Regions from separate parts of the Ovis aries genome. Here region 1 is linked to region 2. The links are chromatin contacts, called in public Hi-C maps. All regions are on one chromosome and are shown on one strand. Each heading gives the region's core, a stretch centred on a gene start, on an enhancer-like site or on the middle of the called end of the contact. The rest is flanking DNA. Distances are from core to core; before and after follow the strand shown.

What was found. A called contact is a pair of places that touch in the nucleus more often than the background predicts.
Region 1: a contact with region 2 is called in a Hi-C map of liver, with 5 times the contacts expected there. The contact joins two enhancer-like sites. A contact is called at or near these places in 4 of 16 Hi-C or Micro-C datasets (hypothalamus, liver and tail adipose tissue).

What each region holds. Positions count from the first base shown.
Region 1 is chr24:3,797,246-3,801,409 of ARS-UI_Ramb_v3.0, reverse strand. No RefSeq gene overlaps it. Among named protein-coding and RNA genes, the nearest start is that of CREBBP, 59 kb to the right of the region's middle. Within about 2 kb of position 2,434, at least 2 of the 54 cell types and tissues checked have an H3K27ac peak or open chromatin away from gene starts, as enhancers often do. A contact at or near this core is called in liver, where this site is marked.
Region 2 is chr24:3,582,121-3,586,062 of ARS-UI_Ramb_v3.0, reverse strand. It overlaps TRAP1 (TNF receptor associated protein 1), which reads left to right. Exons shown (of 18, transcript XM_015104052.3): 2 at 2,543-2,710; 3 at 3,475-3,557. Among named protein-coding and RNA genes, the nearest start is that of TRAP1, 29 kb to the left of the region's middle. Within about 2 kb of position 2,687, at least 15 of the 54 cell types and tissues checked have an H3K27ac peak or open chromatin away from gene starts, as enhancers often do. A contact at or near this core is called in liver, where this site is marked.

The sequences.
Region 1 (4,164 bases), core at 1,185-3,684, 220 kb before region 2:
GGATGAGCCCTCATCCAACATGACTGGCGTCCTTATAAGAGGAGATTAGGACTGAGAGGAACAAGTGAGGACAGAGGGCGAAGGTGGCTGCGCGCAAACCAAGGAGAGGCCTCGGGAGGAGTCAGCCCTGGGCACACCTGGAGCTTGGACTGTCAGCCTACAGATTGTGAGAGAATAAACTACTGTTTAAGTCTCCCGGTCTGCAGTACTTGTTCCAGCAGCCGGAGCAGATGCAACAGGCCCTTTACCTCCAAGGTCTTCAGCTCCAGAACCCATAACCCCATGCTAATCATAAGAAGAACATCAGACAGATCCCAGTTAGGGACATTTCATGGACTATCTGACCAGTCCTCCTCAAAACTGCTAACGTTATCAAAAAATCAAGGTTTAAAAAGAAAGCCTGGGAAACTGTTACAGCCACGAGGAGCCCGAGGAGACATGGCAACTAAATGTAACGAGGTGTCCAGGATGGAGCCCTGGAAGAGAAAAGGGGGTTCAGGTAAAAACTAAGGAAATCACAACGAAGTGTGAACTTCAGTTAATGGTGACAAAGGTACCACAGTCACCTCAGATGATTGTGACAGAGGAAACTGGAAGTGAAGTATATGAACAGTCTGTACTCTCACCAGCTTTTCTGTAAATCTAACACTATAATAAAACTAAAAATTTACTTTTTAAAGTGGACAAAAGATTTGAACAGACATTTCAACAAAAATATTCAAATGGCCAATAAGCACTTGAAAAGATGCTCAACATTATCATTCATTGGGAAAATGTAAGTTAAAACTACACTTAGGTGGGAATTCCTGAGCAGTCCAGTGGTTAGGATTCTGTGCTTTCATTGCCAAGGACCCAGGTTCAATCCCTGGTCAGGGAATTAAGATCCCACAAACCCATGGCATGGCCTAGAAGAAATAAAATAGACTTAAAAAAAAAAACCCAACTACAATTAGGTACCACTTCACACCCACTAGGAAGGGTATCATCAAAAAGAAGTCAATGTTGGCAAGCATGTGGAGGACTGAAATTATATTGCTGATGGGAATTTAAAATGGTACAGACACTTTGGGAAAAGAAAAATTGACAGTGTTTAAAGATGTTAAGCGTAAATATACCATAATATCCAGTAATTTCCATTTCTAGATACTTACCAAAGAGACATGAAGTGCAGCACTGGTGGTATAGTGGTGAGCGTAGCTGCCTTCCAAAGAGACATGAAAACATCTGTCCACACAAAGGTCTGAATGTGACTGCACATAGATGTGTTATAAAAGCCCCCAAATACAAATGACCTAAATGTGTCATCAGCTAATAAGCAAAATGGGACCCATCCATACAATGGGCTGCTATTCCTCTGTGAAGAAGAATGAAGCTGTGACACACTCTACAACACAGATAAACTTTGAAAACACCCTGCTCGGTGAGAGAAACCAGACACAAAAGACCACACATACAGTACCGCCATCAACGTGAAATGTCAATAGAGATAGAAGGAAGGTCAGGGTCTGCCGGAGGACTCGGGATGAAAATGAGGATAGACTGCAATTAATCACTAGCGAAACTTAGGGGATAGAAATGTTCTAGAATTGGATTGTGATGATGGAGTAGGTGAGTTTCCTACTATTCATTGTTTTGTGATTGTGTATTTTCCAAGGTCTGACTCAGAGATTGGCAAATAAGTGTTAGTTGAAGAGACTGCTAAAATATAATGGGGAGGGAGAAAAAGAAAGAACTGGTAACATAGAGAAAGGCCATTTTACAAAAGCTAACTCAAGTTTCTCAAAAGGAAATATTTTAAGTATTCAGAACTGCAAGATGACACCTTCTGAATTTTCTGGGATGTTCTGCATTAGGGAGGGGCCCCTGTTAACAGCAACCACATTGATGGTTCCCTGGTTCTAAAGTTGTTATACCTAAAGCACTCTGCATGAAAATAACCCTGAACAAAACGAGATCCTTTTTAGGTAGGGACTTTACAGTGTCTCAGGGTCCTCATTGCGACGCTCTTCTCCTTACATTTTAATGGAAAGGGAAAACTTGACTTTGGTTCGGATAAATTTCCTGTGTTTTAAAAATGTGATTTTCTTGCCAATCTGCAGTCCTCTGTGGCACGTGTTGAGCAGGAAACCTTCGAAGAATCGTCCAGATTTGCTAACAGAGAGGAACAATCCACCCGAAAAAAAACAGCCTCCTGTCCCCCCGCACTTCCTCTCCATCCCCGCAGTAAGAGGAGGCAGGAGGAAATGAGCTTAACATGCCGTCCACCTTCTTCAGGGGCCTGGCAAGGGCTGGATCTTGAGAAGTTCTTGCACGTGATCCTCCCGACAGTCCTGCTAAAGAAGCGAGGAACCGCCCTCTCCCCTCCCCCAGCCACTCTGCCGGGATTCCCCGGGGCCCCAAGGATTCCCAGGAGCCGGGCCGAGCCCGCCGGCGGGCGCCACCTAGCGCTGACAGTGCCCAGAGCCGGCCCTCCCCGCGCGTCCCACCGGCCCCGATCCGGAACACCTGAGTCCCAGGTCCCTGGATAAACGTAAGCAGGAGGAACAGCGCGAGTGCGCCCTGCGCTCGCGATGCTTCTGCCCCGCGTCCTGCAGAGGTTTCTGATGCGCAGTGCCTAGGGCAAGAAAGGAGCTGGACTGGGAGCAGGGCTGGGACGAGGTTGTAACCCAGCCTCGGTCCTCAAGGATCTGTTTCTTCTAGAGAAGCAGAAGGGAGGGGCCCTGAGACCATCCAGAGGGGTTCTAGTATTAAAAGTCCGAGTCCAAGTGCACAGTGTACTCCCAGCCCCTAATCTACCCGTAGAAACCATCAAAACGCTTCTGTGGCCCCTTAACCTTGGTAGTTCGCTTGGAATCACTGGGCGGGGGACTTCTTAAAGGGCAAGTATCTGGGCCCCACCCGAGACCAATTGAAGGGGGAGAGAGGGTGGTATGGGGAGCCTGGGCATCAAGATTTTCCACCTTTGCTGGGGTGATTTTTTTTTTTTTTTTTTTTTTGCCAGTGGACAGTTAATGCGGGATTTTAGTTCCCTGACCAGAAATGGAACATATTCCCCCTGCAGTGGAAGCCCAGCGTCTTAACCACTGGACTGCCAGAGAAGTCCCTGGGGTGATTTTATTGTACAACTAAGAACACAGCCTTATACTTTGATATAAATATTATTAATAGTGTTGATCCATGTGCTAGTCCCAGCAATCCTATGGCGTAAGACTATGCTCCCTTGTAGGTGAGGGGCAGTGTAAGTGCTGCATCCCAGGTTCAGTTCAGTTCAGTTCCATCGCTCAGTCGTGTCTGACTCTTTGTGACCCCATGAATCGCAGCACACCAGGCCTCCCTGTCCATCACCAACTCCTGGAGTTTACCCAAACTCATGTCCATCGAGTCAGTGATGCCATCCAGCCATCTCATCCTCTGTTGTCCCCTTCTCCTGCCCTCAATCCCTCCCAGCATCAGGGTCTTTTCCAATGAGTCAGCTCTTCGCATCAGGTGGCCAAAATACTGGAGTTTCAGCTTCAGCATCAGTCCTTCCAAAGAACACCCAGGTCTGATCTCCTTTAGGATGGACTGGTTGGATCTCCTTGCAGTCCAAGGGACTCCCAAGAGTCTTCTCCAACAACACAGTTCAAAAGCATCAATTCTTTGGTGCTCAGCTTTCTTCACCATCCAACTCTCATATCCATACACGATCACTGTTATGCACCTATGAAATGACAAAACAAGTAAACTGATATGCTGTTTCTACCAATTATCCTGAACTGACCTTCAACTAGTCAAGGGTAAAGGCCCTGTCCTTAGACATGCCTATCCAAGAGGGACCAAATCTGAATTCAACCCCCTTTATGGGCTGTATTGTGTCCCCTCAAATCCATATGTTGAAGCCCTAATCCCTACTCCCTCAGACTGTGACTGCATTTAAAGATGGGATCTTAAAAGAGATGTTCATTTGAAAGGAGAGCTGTTATGGTTGGCCCCAGTCCAGTCCATCTGGGGTCCTTATAAGAAGAGAAGGAATCACAGAGGACAGACCATGTGAGCAGAGTGAGAAAGCCAAGGGGACCTTCACCTTGGACTTCCAACCTCCAAAACAGTGAGAAAATTAATTTCTGTTGTTTAAGGAACACAGTCTGGGGCAATTTGTTATGGCAGTCCAAGCAAACAAACACA
Region 2 (3,942 bases), core at 1,438-3,937:
TTTAAAACAGGTAGTTCCTGGGGGTCTGAAAAGGAGAGGCGCCGTTACCCACTGAATTGTTCAGGTTCGTGTGATTTCTGGTTTTCTTTGGGGGTGAAGATGGCTTACAACTGGGCGTGAGGGAATGTGACCTGTTCTTTCCTGACAGGACCAAGAGGCAGATGATGAGAAAAGGACTGAGAGTCCTTTGAGCGGGGGGTAGGACAGGAAGCAGGGCAGGGCTGTGGCCAGGGCTCCTTCCCCAGGGTGGGCGGCTGCAGGCCTGCAGGCCGGGACGAAGGGGTGCGCCCTGGAGGTCTTGGGTGCTGCTGGGTGGGGTCCTGGAAGGCCAGCCTGAGGCCCTTGGAGTTGGTGGGGTTGTGTTCAGGAATGAGTCCCCTGAAATCAGAAATACCGAGATGGAGTTGGTGTCAGAAGATGAAGATGTTGAGTTTAAGAGATGGGACAGGTTGCATGGAGCAGTGTGCAGGCAGGGGGCCACCTGGAAGGCCAAGGACCCTGGGTATGCCAGGGCAAGGGCGGCGGAGGAGCTGGGGAGGCTCGGGCCAGGGTCAGCGCGCCCGCGAGCCACTGCTGGAAGGAGGCGCCCTGGGACACCACACATGTGCACGCACACACACAGCCCTTTACACACACACACACACACACTGTCCTTTACACACACAGACACACAGACACAGACACACACACACTGTCCTTTACACACACACAGAGACACATACACAGACACACACACACAGCCCTTTACACACACACACTGTCCTTTACACACACAGACACACATACACACACTGTCCTTTACACACACACAGACACACATACACACACAGACAGACACAGACACACACGGACAGACAGACACACAGGCTCTCTCATTCTCTCTGTCCTTTCCTGAGGCCCCTGAACAGGGAGCGGTTGTTTGATGTAAGAATCTCTAACATACTTTCAGTGTCCTCGGGCTTACGTGGGAGCATCAGGAACACTGCCAGTCTGTGCTTCCGGGGCTGCCTCCCGCCTTCCTCTGGGGGCCTCCCTGTCACTCCCAGTTTCAGTGGTCCAAGTGCTCGTACGTGGAGGGCGATGCTCCACGGAGAGCTGAGTCCACACTGCATCCTGAGGCCCAGCCAGGTCTCGCATCCCTCACTGATTTCAGCCTGAAGTCCCCTCAGTTTAAAGCAGAGGGTCCCCAGCTTTTGTGGGGAGCCAGGAGCACTGTCCCGGGAGGGGAGGCGGTGTGGGTCACACAGTCTGCTGGCGTCGTACGTCTTGCGTCAGCGCCATCTGGGACCACGGGGACCCCAGCAGCCCTGCCTGGGCTGGTGCAGACTTGAATGCTATAACCAAATGCCACTTAATTCCAGAAGAAATACCCCAGTTTTTTAGGGGGAACAGGTTAGCTGTATGGAGTAAGTGAACAGTGCAGCTAGGCCAGAGAATTAAATATTCAAACTATCTGGAAACTGAATGTTTTCTAAATTAGGCTGGTTTTAAAGGTATTCCTCATATAGGTAAAGGCTAAAGTGTGTGTTATCTATAAATCCAAAAATAAGCTTAAACAGAAGGCAGATATTTACACCTTGTAGGAATGTGGAAGCTGATAACATTGATTTTGAAAGCCACGAGTTACTTCTAACTCATTCCTCCCTGAGCGCCACACGTGCGTAGTGTGTAACCGGCAGCCGCAGCTTGTCGTGGCCTAGACTTTGACACAGGGTGTCCTGTGTTAGGAGCCTTCAGAGTGCTGGGCAGTGAGCCCCTCTACACAGCGCCGGCCCCCGGCCAGTGTCTTCAGGGTGCTGGTGAGGACTGGCTGAATTCTGCCTGTTGGGTGGAGGGGCCGTGTGTCTTTCTGTGGCGCCGGCAGCCACGCCGGGCCGGGGTGCAGTGTCATGGGGGTGGGTTTTCCTTCTCCCCGCGCAGTGGTTCCTCGATCCACTGTGCTGAAGGGAGTTACTGAAAAGTAACTGGAGAGACACTGAATCCCATTCCTAGTTATGAGGCAGAGGAGATCATGCCCTGGTTTGCAGACTTTAAATGCACTAATTTAAAAGACTCTTGTGGACAGGAGAAGAAAGGACTCAATGAAGATTTTTTGGAAGATGACGGGACAGTTTTGGAACATGCACATCTAAAAATTTGTCTCCTTCTTAGGGAGTATTTTTTCTCCTTTTTCCATGTTAGTTACACAGTAAGGAAGGCTGGCCTGTTGTTATTTCTGGCTCTGGGAGGGGCTGCGAGCATGGAGGCACATTGAGTTTGGTAGGTTTGTGCACCAAATCGGGGCGCACGTGGGAAGTGGCGTCATAAGGTAGCTGCCTGTTCCTGCCGTTCTGCCCCGAGTTCTCTGCGTTCTCGGTATTTGCCATGTGTGGGGCGGTGTTAGCAAAACTACCTGCCGACTACCGGCTAGATGCACGGAGCTTGTCACTTCCGATTTCTCCAGGGTGACACTGGTCTCTGGAGCCGGCTTTGGTGTGAACAAATCAGGGTATTCTGTCCTGATGTCCTGTTAATTCTTTCTTCCTCATGTTTGTCTTTTCAGGAAAACCAGTTCTGTGTCCCTGGAGGCTCCCAGCTCAGTCCTGGGGTCCCCAGCGAAGCCTGGCCTCGAGCTTCCACGTGGGACGGCCTTTCAGCTCCCAGGCTGCTGAGGACCAGGCGGAGGCGGGGCCCCTGCACTCGGTCATCAGCAGCTCGGAGACCGTGCAGGGTGAGGCTGGTGCAGGGTTGGGGCGTTCGGTCAGGGGCCCCGGAGAACGCTGGCTCCCGCGGGGGTACTGAGGCAGAAGCCGTGCTTGAGGGAGCCACGCACTCACTTCAGACGAAGGAAGGGCTTGGTTGGAGGGAGGGGTCCCAAAACAATGCCTCCTGCATTTCCGGCTTCCCCGGCGCTTCTGACTTCCATCCTGGCGCGTTTGGCGCCCTCTGGTGGTCACCGGGAGTTGGCGCAGGCGCCTGCACATCTGCTAATGATCACCAAGCGGACGGAAGCTCAGCACGGCCCTGCGTTCCCGGGACGTGTGGAGGGCAGGCTCTGGAGCCGGTCCTGCCGCGAATCCGTTTCTGGCTTTCAGATGAGACAGCAACAGAGTATTTAATGCTTGGGTTAAGAGGAGTGAGGTTTTCTCCTTTGCTTTCTAAATGATTAATCTGGAAACCACCGCATTCAAGAATCGAATCCGGGGTCTGGTTGTGGAGGCAGGTCGGCAGCTTCTCCAAGCAGCGGGACCTGAGGCCTGCAGGCTGCGGCGGGGAGGGTGGGTGCTGGCTTGTCGGCGCTTCTCGGGGAAAGGGAGCCCCTGATCTGCTCTTCTGTCTGAGCCCCAGATGGTTGGGGTTTTTTTGTTGTCGTTCACTGTTTTGAAAAATGTTTAAAACTCCTTATCTTAAAGATTTTTTTGAATGTTGCAAAGCATGTTCTTCTGTGAAAAAAGACGTTAAACTTCCCTGGTTGCGTCTGTGGTTCGTTACTAGGTTCTGCTACCAAACACGAGTTCCAGGCTGAGACGAAGAAGCTCCTAGACATTGTTGCCCGTTCCCTGTACTCAGAAAAAGAGGTGCGTGCCTGCTAATCACTCCCAGCGCTGGCTGGTTCTGTTGGCAAGACTGTTTCTGTGCTGTCCTGGGGAGATGCCAGCTAGTGGGTTAGCAGTGAGAAGGCATTAAATTTGGACAAGTACTGATCTTGGCTACCAATGAGAGTATTCTTACCAAAATCCATTGGGGTTTATGGACAGATATATCCAGGTAATTCTTTGAGCCACACTGAACCTGGGAAGTTATGCATTTTGCTGTTAATTTTAAAGTCTCAGGTGTTGGCGTGGGGCCTTCCCTACTGAGGTCCATTTCTGGGGTGTTGCCCACGGGCTCTGGACCCCAGATTCACCTCCCTCGTCACCTGGCCTCACCAGCCATGGTCTGTGGGGCTGAAGGAAGAAGACC